2 separate regions of the Mus musculus genome follow, and region 2 is linked to region 1. Evidence: chromatin contacts called from public Hi-C data. All regions are on one chromosome and are shown on one strand. The core of a region is the stretch at or near the end of the contact, and the rest is flanking DNA. Distances in the headings are between cores, read along the strand shown. Region 1 holds the start of Glb1l2 (galactosidase, beta 1-like 2). Region 2 holds the start of Vps26b (VPS26 retromer complex component B).

Evidence for each region. A called contact is a pair of places that touch in the nucleus more often than the background predicts.
Region 2: a Hi-C map of uterus shows a contact between it and region 1, with 4 times the contacts expected there. The contact joins the promoter of Vps26b here to the promoter of Glb1l2 in region 1. A contact is called at or near these places in 2 of 39 promoter capture datasets (frontonasal cranial neural crest and neural stem cells), 12 of 484 Hi-C or Micro-C datasets (LSK cells, Sertoli cells, embryonic stem cells and 8 more), 3 of 115 datasets of contacts at active chromatin or transcription factors (acute myeloid leukemia, embryonic stem cells and kidney) and 2 of 9 other capture datasets (adipose tissue and pancreatic islet).

Annotation. Positions count from the first base shown.
Region 1 is chr9:26,804,708-26,809,106 of GRCm38.p6, reverse strand. It overlaps Glb1l2 (galactosidase, beta 1-like 2), which reads left to right and starts at 2,639. Exons shown (of 19, transcript NM_001310768.1): 1 at 2,639-2,809. The coding sequence starts at 2,724.
Region 2 is chr9:27,027,564-27,032,153 of GRCm38.p6, reverse strand. It overlaps Vps26b (VPS26 retromer complex component B), which reads left to right and starts at 2,060. Exons shown (of 6, transcript NM_178027.4): 1 at 2,060-2,755. The coding sequence starts at 2,533. Ncapd3 (non-SMC condensin II complex, subunit D3) reads right to left here and starts at 1,989. Exons shown (of 36, transcript NM_178113.4): 1 at 1,655-1,989; 2 at 1,324-1,531. The coding sequence starts at 1,384.

The DNA.
Region 1 (4,399 bases), core at 1,390-3,889:
TGAGTTTTTAAAGGGCTGAGACCATAGTCTATTGTGTCTGCTGATATGTTTGAAGTGTCTGCAAGTATCTGAAACAGTGTTCAGCATTCAGGAAGTGGTTATTAAAAGTCTACCACCTATTATTTAATTTTTTTCTGAGTTTATATGATGTAATTGTATCCTTTCCCACTTCCCTTTCTTCTGCCCAAACCTTCTTGTATACCACTTCCTGCTCTCTTTCAAAATCATGGCTTCTTTTGTTCATTGTTGTTGTATACACACAGCCTGCTCAGTCTGTATAATGCATGGTGTATAAAACATGTTTGTATGCGTGTGTTTTCAGGCCTGACTGTTTCATATTGGATAACTACTTGGTGTACTCTTTCTTGGGGAAAACTATTTCTCCCACCCTCAGCATGCTTTAGCTACCTACAGTTCTTTGTGTAGGCTGAGGCCAGGGCTGTCCACAGCCCTTGTTGGTATTTTTTTGTTGTTGTTAATGAGTTAGATCATGGTCACCCAGCTTTGCAAAGGCTGAGGCTTTGCATGACAGTGTTGGACTGTGAAGGCTACAGTCAAAGTTCTGAGCATTCCCCGATGTACACTGGCTCCTCCCAGTGCTACACCACATTATCTGGACTTGGCAGGCTTTTTGCCTTTTGATTTAATTCTCTTCTCTTTTCTAGGGCTAACATTTTCATTTTAGGATTTCCTATTTCGTTTTTGTCTGTGATTGACCTGGTCCTAGCTTATGTCCAGAATTTCCCTCATATTCTTAATTTTATTTCTCAAGAGCCCTGACACTTGCCACCGTAACTGGACATGGCTCACACAAGCAGAATTAATATGTGGGCCAACCTCTGATGCTCTGTCTTTGTAACTGATAGACTAACTTTTAATCCAAGCTAAACCCAAAAGTTTCCATCACAGCCTTAGCAAACACTAAGTTCTCCTCTGCGGAAGCACTGTAGAAAACGTTTGGATTTTAGGAGACCTGGTTGCTGATTTCAGAGGGCCCTACTTCCCTCTGGGTCTCTAAAGCAGTGTTCCTGGACCTGTGGCTACAATATTCTATGCAAAGCCACAGTCTATGCTTCCTTATTCAGGCAGGGAATTCCCTTCCTCCTGTTTACCTGTTTACATTTTCCCTCTCTCCAATTTGCTTCTTTACCAAGTATTTAGTTATGCTAGAAAAAAAAAAAAGACCCTTCTGGCCAACTTTTTTGTCTTTGTCCTTGGAACTGAAATTTCTCTTATTGTTTGTCAGCTTTATGTATTTGTATAAAAATTCAGACCTGCAGCTGGAAAGATGCTCTACAAACCAATGCTCTGAGACACTGCTATAGTGTGTGTATATATGTGTGTGTGTGTGTGTGTGAATGTGTATGCGCATGTGCATGCACATATGTGTGGAGTTCCTGGAACTGGAATTAAAGGCTGTGTGAGCCACCAATGTGGACACTAAGAAATGAGTTTAGGTCCTCTGCTGTTAATGGCTGAGCCACCTCACCACAAATGTAAAATGTTAATTATGACTCTTTTAAAAATAAGAGTTCAGTGTGCTAGGTGTCCAGGCCTGAACTAGATCAGGGGAACTAAAGGCAGAATATTTTGGTCTTTATTTAGTGCTACTGAAACTTCAGTGACACTCAGCTCTCAAATAATCTTAAGTAAATTATTCAATGTCCTGGCTTTTAACATGAGTTATTACTTCAAAACCATTTTTCTTTTCAAACTTTGAGTTGTTTTAAAAGACATTGTCTTAGTCAGGGTTTCTATTCCTGCACAAACATCATGACCAGGAAACAAGTTGGGGAGGAAAGGGTTTATTCAGCTTACATTTCCACACTGCTGTGCATCACTGAAAGAAGTCAGGACTGGAACTCAAGCAGGTCAGAAAGCAGGAGCTGATGCAGAGGCCATGGAGGGATGTTCTTTACTGGCTTGCTTCCCCTGGCTTGCTCAGCCTGCTTTCTTATAGAACCAAGACTACCAGCCTAGAGATGGTCCCACCCACAAGGGGCCTTGATCACTAATGAGAAAATGACTTACAGCTGGATCTCATGGAGGCATCTTCCCAACTGAAGCTCCTTTCTCTGTGATAACTCCAGCCTGTGTCAATTTGACACCCAAAACCAGCCAGTACAGACATTTTTTTTTTTTTTCATTCACCTGTCAGGCACACTTAATTCTTGCTTATAATGAAATGCTGTGGGGAGTGACTTTCTCCCAGTTTGAATATTCAAAGATGCAGCAATAGTTCTATACCTCTCAAACAAACAGGCCCAATAGTTCTATACCTGTCTGCACTCATATGTAGGAAAAGACCCTCAACTTAAGTGCCTCTGCGATTCAGAGTGAGAACCAGGCTGACATGGGAAGTTGTTAGCTGTTAGGTACTTGATTCCTATTTAAACTCAGTAAGCAGGCAACTTCAGCTGCGGAACACTCAGACAAGTTTGGGCCTGGGCTGAGATCGCCCCGCCCCTCGACAGCCCCGCCCCCTGACAGGCCAGCTCCGCCCCTCCCTGTCCTGGTCTCCAGCCGATCCCTTGTCTGTGCAAGGCCCGGGAATGGAGGCGGGACCATAAACCTCAGCCAATGGGCGCCAGTGGGCTGGGCTGGCCGTAACATGGTTGCCCAGGTAACCAGTGAGCGGCCCCGCCCCTCCGGGCCAAGGCTTTGGCGCGCCTCTGAGTGTTGCTGGAGTGGGAACCCGGGTGTCTACCAGCAGCGTTTGCAAGATGCCCAAGTGGAGTCTGCGGCGGAGGCCAGGCCGCACACTCGGACTCCTGCTGCTGCTGGTCTTGAGCTTCCTGGTGCTCCGCAGGTGAGAGAACGCTCCGCCCAGCACCTATGGGACTCCTTTGGTCCCAGCCCAACACCTCAGGTTCTGGTCTGCCACAAATCTGGGAAACCGCGACTCTAATCTCTTAGAGCGCTCCAACAGCCTGGAGTCCCTTCGAGCCTCCAATCATTCTTACCCTGCCTCTGGGTAAAGCAGGCAGGCACAGCCCTGTCAGTCCCTAGGGGTCAGTGTGTTGAGTTTCGCAGCGTTCCATACTTGGTGCTGGACTCTGCTGTTCATAGTCACGTCCAGTCCTGTGGGAAGATCGACAGAACTGGCCTTCTCGTTTCTCTTCAGACACCCCCATCACTCCATGTAGCACCCACTGCTTTTCTTCCAAACCCCTACATTTCTTCCCAAGCTGGAAGTCTCTATTCTGCAAGGTTAGTGTTGTGATGTTTACCGTGAAGGTGATGTCCATGGGCTTCTCTCAGACTCTCAGCCCTGATTTACACCGCACTGCTGTTTATGTCTGTCCACTTTCCTCCTTCACTTTTGTACGGCCCCCTTTTATGAACGCTATTTGTCCCAGTCGGTGGTGTTCATTGAAAGAAAGGTTTACCCACTGCTCATGAACAAGTTTTCTGGTGATCTACTCCAGAAGGTTTCCAAAGCATATCTATTTATAGGAGTCACCGGCCTGACGATCTTCCAGGTCAATGCCTGGCGCTTTACATATTCAAACTCTCCAGTGTTGCTGGGAAGCTTGGCAGCAACATGGAGTAATTTGTCAGTAGACTTGAGGTCAGCCTTGAGAACTGGTGGTAGCTTACCACCCTTAGTTTTGTCTTTGGTTCCTTTCTTCATTTACCTGAATCAGAGACTAGGGCTTTTAATTTTTTTTTATTTTTATTTAAGATCTGAGTCCTTTTTGCTGCCGTGAGAACACATTTGGAAACTTCACGTGGACACCCTTTCAAGACTTACATCTCTTTGTTTCTGAGAGGATGTCATATTGTTTGAGATGAAACTAGATCTTTTCTCATTCTAGGGTCCAGGAAACTCCTAAGGCCTTTTGTTTCCTTAGTTGTTCCAAACACTTTCTTATTCATTCGAACTGCCCTTTCTTTGAATTTTAGTCATGGCTTCTGTCAAATTCTCAGCTTTCCCCAGGGGCACGGTTGATGTAACTCCATTGGTATTACTCCAGGCTGAGGCAACACAAGCTCTTGCATAGAGCAGGGAACCATGGAGCTGGAGCTCCAGAGAAATAGTTGCTTGTTTTTGATCGAAGTACACCTGTCCCTGCAGGTGACTCAGAGAGGTGACTGATGAGGGATGAGCCTGGTCAGGTAGCATTTTCTAATAGTCCTCAGGAAAATGTGTGGGAAGGAGGAGGGACACTTGTCACCCAGCAGGACACTGATGAGGGGTGAGGCAAGGGACAGGACTGTGAAGAAGCAGCCTAACCCTCTCGTAGGTGAGTAACTGATTCCCTACCCAGGCAAGCCGGCCCCAGCAGAAATCATGAAGCCTGAAGTTGCTTCATGACACTCTCTTTTGCAGCAGGCAAGGAAGGTTAAAGAGGCACCGATCCAAGGTCAGGGCCATCTTTTGGGATCCCTTGAGAGA
Region 2 (4,590 bases), core at 811-3,310, 220 kb before region 1:
TCTGATGTCATATTGTGCTTGGAGAAAGGACTTCCACACCTCCTCTTATATGGTAGGCCAATGGACTGGTCATCTATTTAGAAAACAAGTAGGAAAGGCCCAAAGAGCTGACACAAGCAAGCCTGTACCTTCAAAGGAGGCAATGCAGGGTGTACAGGAGACAGTGACTGACTGCATCAGTAAGCAGTTAGGGATTATCCTGAAATTGCCTTCCTTGGCTATGGGGACAAGAGGGGGCAATAGGCATGAAAGAGAAAACCCTCAGGTTTGTGATTTAACTGGCTCAACCAGCTGGCTTTGGGAATCTTGATTTCATTCGGACATCTAATGAAGTCTTCAAGAGAACTGTCTTAGTCAGGGTTTCTATTCCTGGACAAAAAGCATCATGATCAAGAAGCAGTTCGGGAGGAAAGGGTTTATTCAGCCTAAATTTCCACACTGCTGTTCATCACCAAAGGAAGTCAGGACTGGAACCCAAGCAAGTCAAAAAGCAGGAGCTGATGCAGAGGCCATGGAGGGATGTTCTTTACTGGCTTGCTTCTCCTGGCTTGCTCAGCCTGCTCTCTTATAGAACCAAGACTACCAGCCCAGAGATGACACCACCCATAAGGGGACCTCCCCACTTTATCACTAATTGAGAAAATGCCTTACAATTGGATCTCATGGAGGCATTTTCCCAACTGAGACTCCTTTCTCTGTGATAACTCCAGCCTGTGTCAAGCTGACACACAAAACCAGCCGGTACAAGAACCATCTAGCTGAATTTATGATCACAAATTCTAAGAAAAAAAAAATCAACCTGAACATTGAGATTGTCTGTTTAAAACCACCTGGGGAATAGACTTAGGACTCCAGCAAGACTAGGTAGAACAAAGGTGACAGATGGAGATAACTGAGGCACTAGCACTATTAAAGGCCAATTATTAGCTTTTCATGTTGCTGCTGCTATTGTTATTATCACTGAGACACTCCTATTATTATTGTTTTATTATTATTATTATTGAGACTGGTTTAAATTCATTTGTGTGGCCCAGGATGGTCTTGAACTCATGGCAATCCTCCAGCCTCGACCTCCCGCATGCTAGAACAGTTTAGCTCTCTTTTCTACCAATTACTCGTCTGGACTCAGATCCCACCGTAAGTTTGGCTGGCCTTCACCCGGGCAGATTGTCACAATCCTGGGGCTCACGGTCAGTGCAGAGACCAGGGCTTCCCCTTCCCCCACCCCTACCCCTACCCTCACCGAGACGCAAGCTTGGATACATTAGGCGGAACAAAACACCCCAAGCCCCGAACCCAGAACCCGCGGCTGCGTTTCCTCACCGAGGCTGAGACCCAGCGGACACCAAGGCTGCAAGTTTTCTCCAAGATCCTGCAGCGCCATTCCGACCGTGGACGTACCGGCTCGCCGTCGCTCCCGCGCGCGCTCTGAGACGTTTTGGCGGACCAGTCACAACGTTCGGGATTTACAATCGACCAATCACCGCGCTGAGCCGTGTTCGTAACCCAAGCCAATGGGCTGGGTCGCCCACTGCGTGCGCATAAGTGGGCGGGGCAAAGACTGGAAGTTAAACAAGGCTAGCGAGGACTTTTTCTTTTTCCCTTAGCATTCCAGTTAATGTTGGGGTCAGGACGTCACTAGTGTTTTTCTTACCGTCATATCGTTCTTACACGGCAGGGAACCTAGAGGCCAGCGGGGACAGCATACTTCCTGTAGTAGCGGTCACATTTGCCCCTTCCGGTGACACTGAGCGTGCATGGGAAAGGCACCTCATCCCGTCAGACAGCACGCAAGCGTTGCTCGTATTCAAATGTGAAGAGTAGCCTGGCGTTTATCAGGCTAAGAAGGAAGAGAAATGCAACCGGAATATTACAAGGAGGCACTTGCAGTGCTAGGACTTGACGGAACATCTGGGCCCGAGTTCTACTGGAGAGAGGCCAGAGCCGCCATGTAAACAAAGCGCCCTTTGGCACTGCACATGCGCAGATGAGCGCACCCCTTGACGGCCTGGAGGGGGTAGGGAAAGCGAGGGGGGGGGGGGGGAGAGAAGACGTGCGCGTGCGCGTGGCATCATCTTCGCATCCGGGCCGGAGTTCTCCTGCCCCTTCCCCCGCCCGGCGCCGCCGTAGCACTTCGGTGCGTTACGCCGCGGGAGTCCAGGCAGTTCTGTGTGTGCGGCTGGGCGCTGGACCCCACCCGGTGGGCGACGAGACGCGCGTGCTTGGCGCCTTTCCTCCCAGGGCCCTAGTCGCTGCACCGCCAGGATCTGCGTTGGTACTGTGTCTGGCCTCTCGGTGCATCGCTGCTCTGGGCGCCGCAACCCGCAGCCGACCTCCTTCCTCCGCCCTGCCTCACCCCAGGGGCGCAGGCCATCGGCGATCGCCCACCGCCCAGCTCAGAGCGAGCGGGGCTGCGGTGCAGCGTCCAGCGCGTTCCCGCAGCCGGCCCTCCGGCCTGCCTTCCCCGAAGGCAGCTCGCGCCTGGGAGGGAGGGAGCAGTCTGTGCCGACACCGGCGCGGCCAGGCGGGGAGATGAGCTTCTTCGGCTTCGGGCAGAGCGTGGAGGTGGAAATCTTGCTGAATGATGCGGAGAGTAGGAAGCGAGCGGAGCACAAGACTGAGGACGGGAAGAAGGAGAAATATTTCCTCTTCTACGACGGGGAAACCGTCTCGGGGAAAGTGAGCCTATCACTGAAGAACCCCAACAAGCGACTAGAGCACCAGGGCATCAAGATCGAGTTCATTGGGCAGATCGGTGAGTCTATTCCCTGGGACCTTCCCAAAACCGGGACGTCAGCCTGCCCCTGGACTCGAGTGTGGGACGGGCTGGGAGCAGAGATTTTCAGTGCCCAGCTCCTGCGAGGCCTGCGACAGGTTCTTTTCAACTGTAATCTAAAGCCTGAGATTCACCCACGAGTCCCGCCCGTGGGCGACTCCCCCATGCATTCATTACCTTCTTCCGTGCCAAAAGTGACAGCGTGCTGCTGGGGAGGTGGGGACAGCCTAGATAGGGTAGGGAGCCCTCTGCTGTATGGTCGGATGCTCACCTGGTGCTTGGATATCCCCATTGTCTCTGCAGTATGCTTCCAGCTTTGCTTCTAGTAACCGGGATTTCATAGTGTGGTAGACAGTATCCTGCAGGTGGGTTTGACAGCTACAGCTGTCAGATCCAATCCAAAGTTAAGCAGTGACCCCACCCACCTATCCATCATCCCTCCTCCCCCTTTAAAATACAGTGCAGTGGACCGGGCTCATAAATTCCGTCTATCTATCTCACCTCCATTCTGTATTACATTGCATGTGCATGTTTTGAATACCTGTAACCTGCCTCTTTCTGACTGCCTCTATTTCTCAAACTTCCTTAGTACCATGCTGGTATTTAGTTGTCTGATTTTCTCCTTAAAGTCAAAGAAGTGATGCTGCAAAGACTATAATTAAATGATCAAAAATTTGCAGTGCTCAATAGTCACCTTCAAATATTGTTAGTTCTAATAGAACTAGATAGACAAGGGAAGGCGGTAAAACAAAATATTTGGGGAGCCAGGTGAGAGGTGAGTTTGGTGGCACATGCCTTAAATTGCAGCACTTGGGAGGCTGAGACAGGTAGATCTCTGAGTTGAAGGCCAGCCTGGTTCACATAGTGAGTTCTAGGCCAGCTGCCATTGCATAGTGAGACCCTGTTTCAAAATAAAACAAAACCCCACGAAGATTTGGGGAGCTGCCCATCATGACTGGCTTGTCACCCAGTCTAAGTATTTGGAGTCTTTTGTGTCATCAAAGTGCTTGGGTACTTCAAAAAATAAAACATTCGTATCATGAAGTCACCAGTAGGTTGTGCCCTGTGGATAATGAACACCAATCAGAAAATCCCTACCCTGTATCCCCTACTGCACATATGGACACTGATTTTAGCCACTTGCTTGGGACAGCTTGCTAAGTTCACATGCTAAGAGTTGAGCATACATCTCATCTGTTTGTTCCCTTTTGCCAGGGCATCCCCTCACACAGTCGTGCCTTGCGGTATCGCTGTGTATCCCAAGGTGGATGAAGCCAGTCCTAGTAAAGAATCACAGGTCAGATTATATACATTATATCCATCCAAAGCACTCTATATAAGCATGATATATGAAGCAGTCAGTACTTGCCGACTGAGAATTGGCATTTTAAGTAGGAGTTTTAAAGTGACTACTACATCAGTACTTTTGCTCTGTAATACCAGTAAAAATAGGTATGTTTTGGTTTTTGTCTATCCCATCAACTCCCTGATTATGAATAACTCAAAAGCGTCCCTGCCTCACTCCGGCAGATGAAATGAGCCATTGTAGAAGGAAAGCATGCCTAAGTCTCTTTCAGTTTAAATACAAGGTAGCCAAAGAGGCAGTTTGCTGCAATTGCCCCACCTGCTCTCTTGCCTAACTCCTTCATTCCCAGATTGTCATAACCTCACTGAATTTTCTTGAAACCTTTTATTGCTTCTTGGGATAATTTTCCCTGGGACCTTGGCACTCTGACCTGATGGGGACTCAGCTTTGTCAGCTGTAAATCAAGTATCTTAAAGTCACCTGGTAATTGAGATTGGGAGGCCGTGTC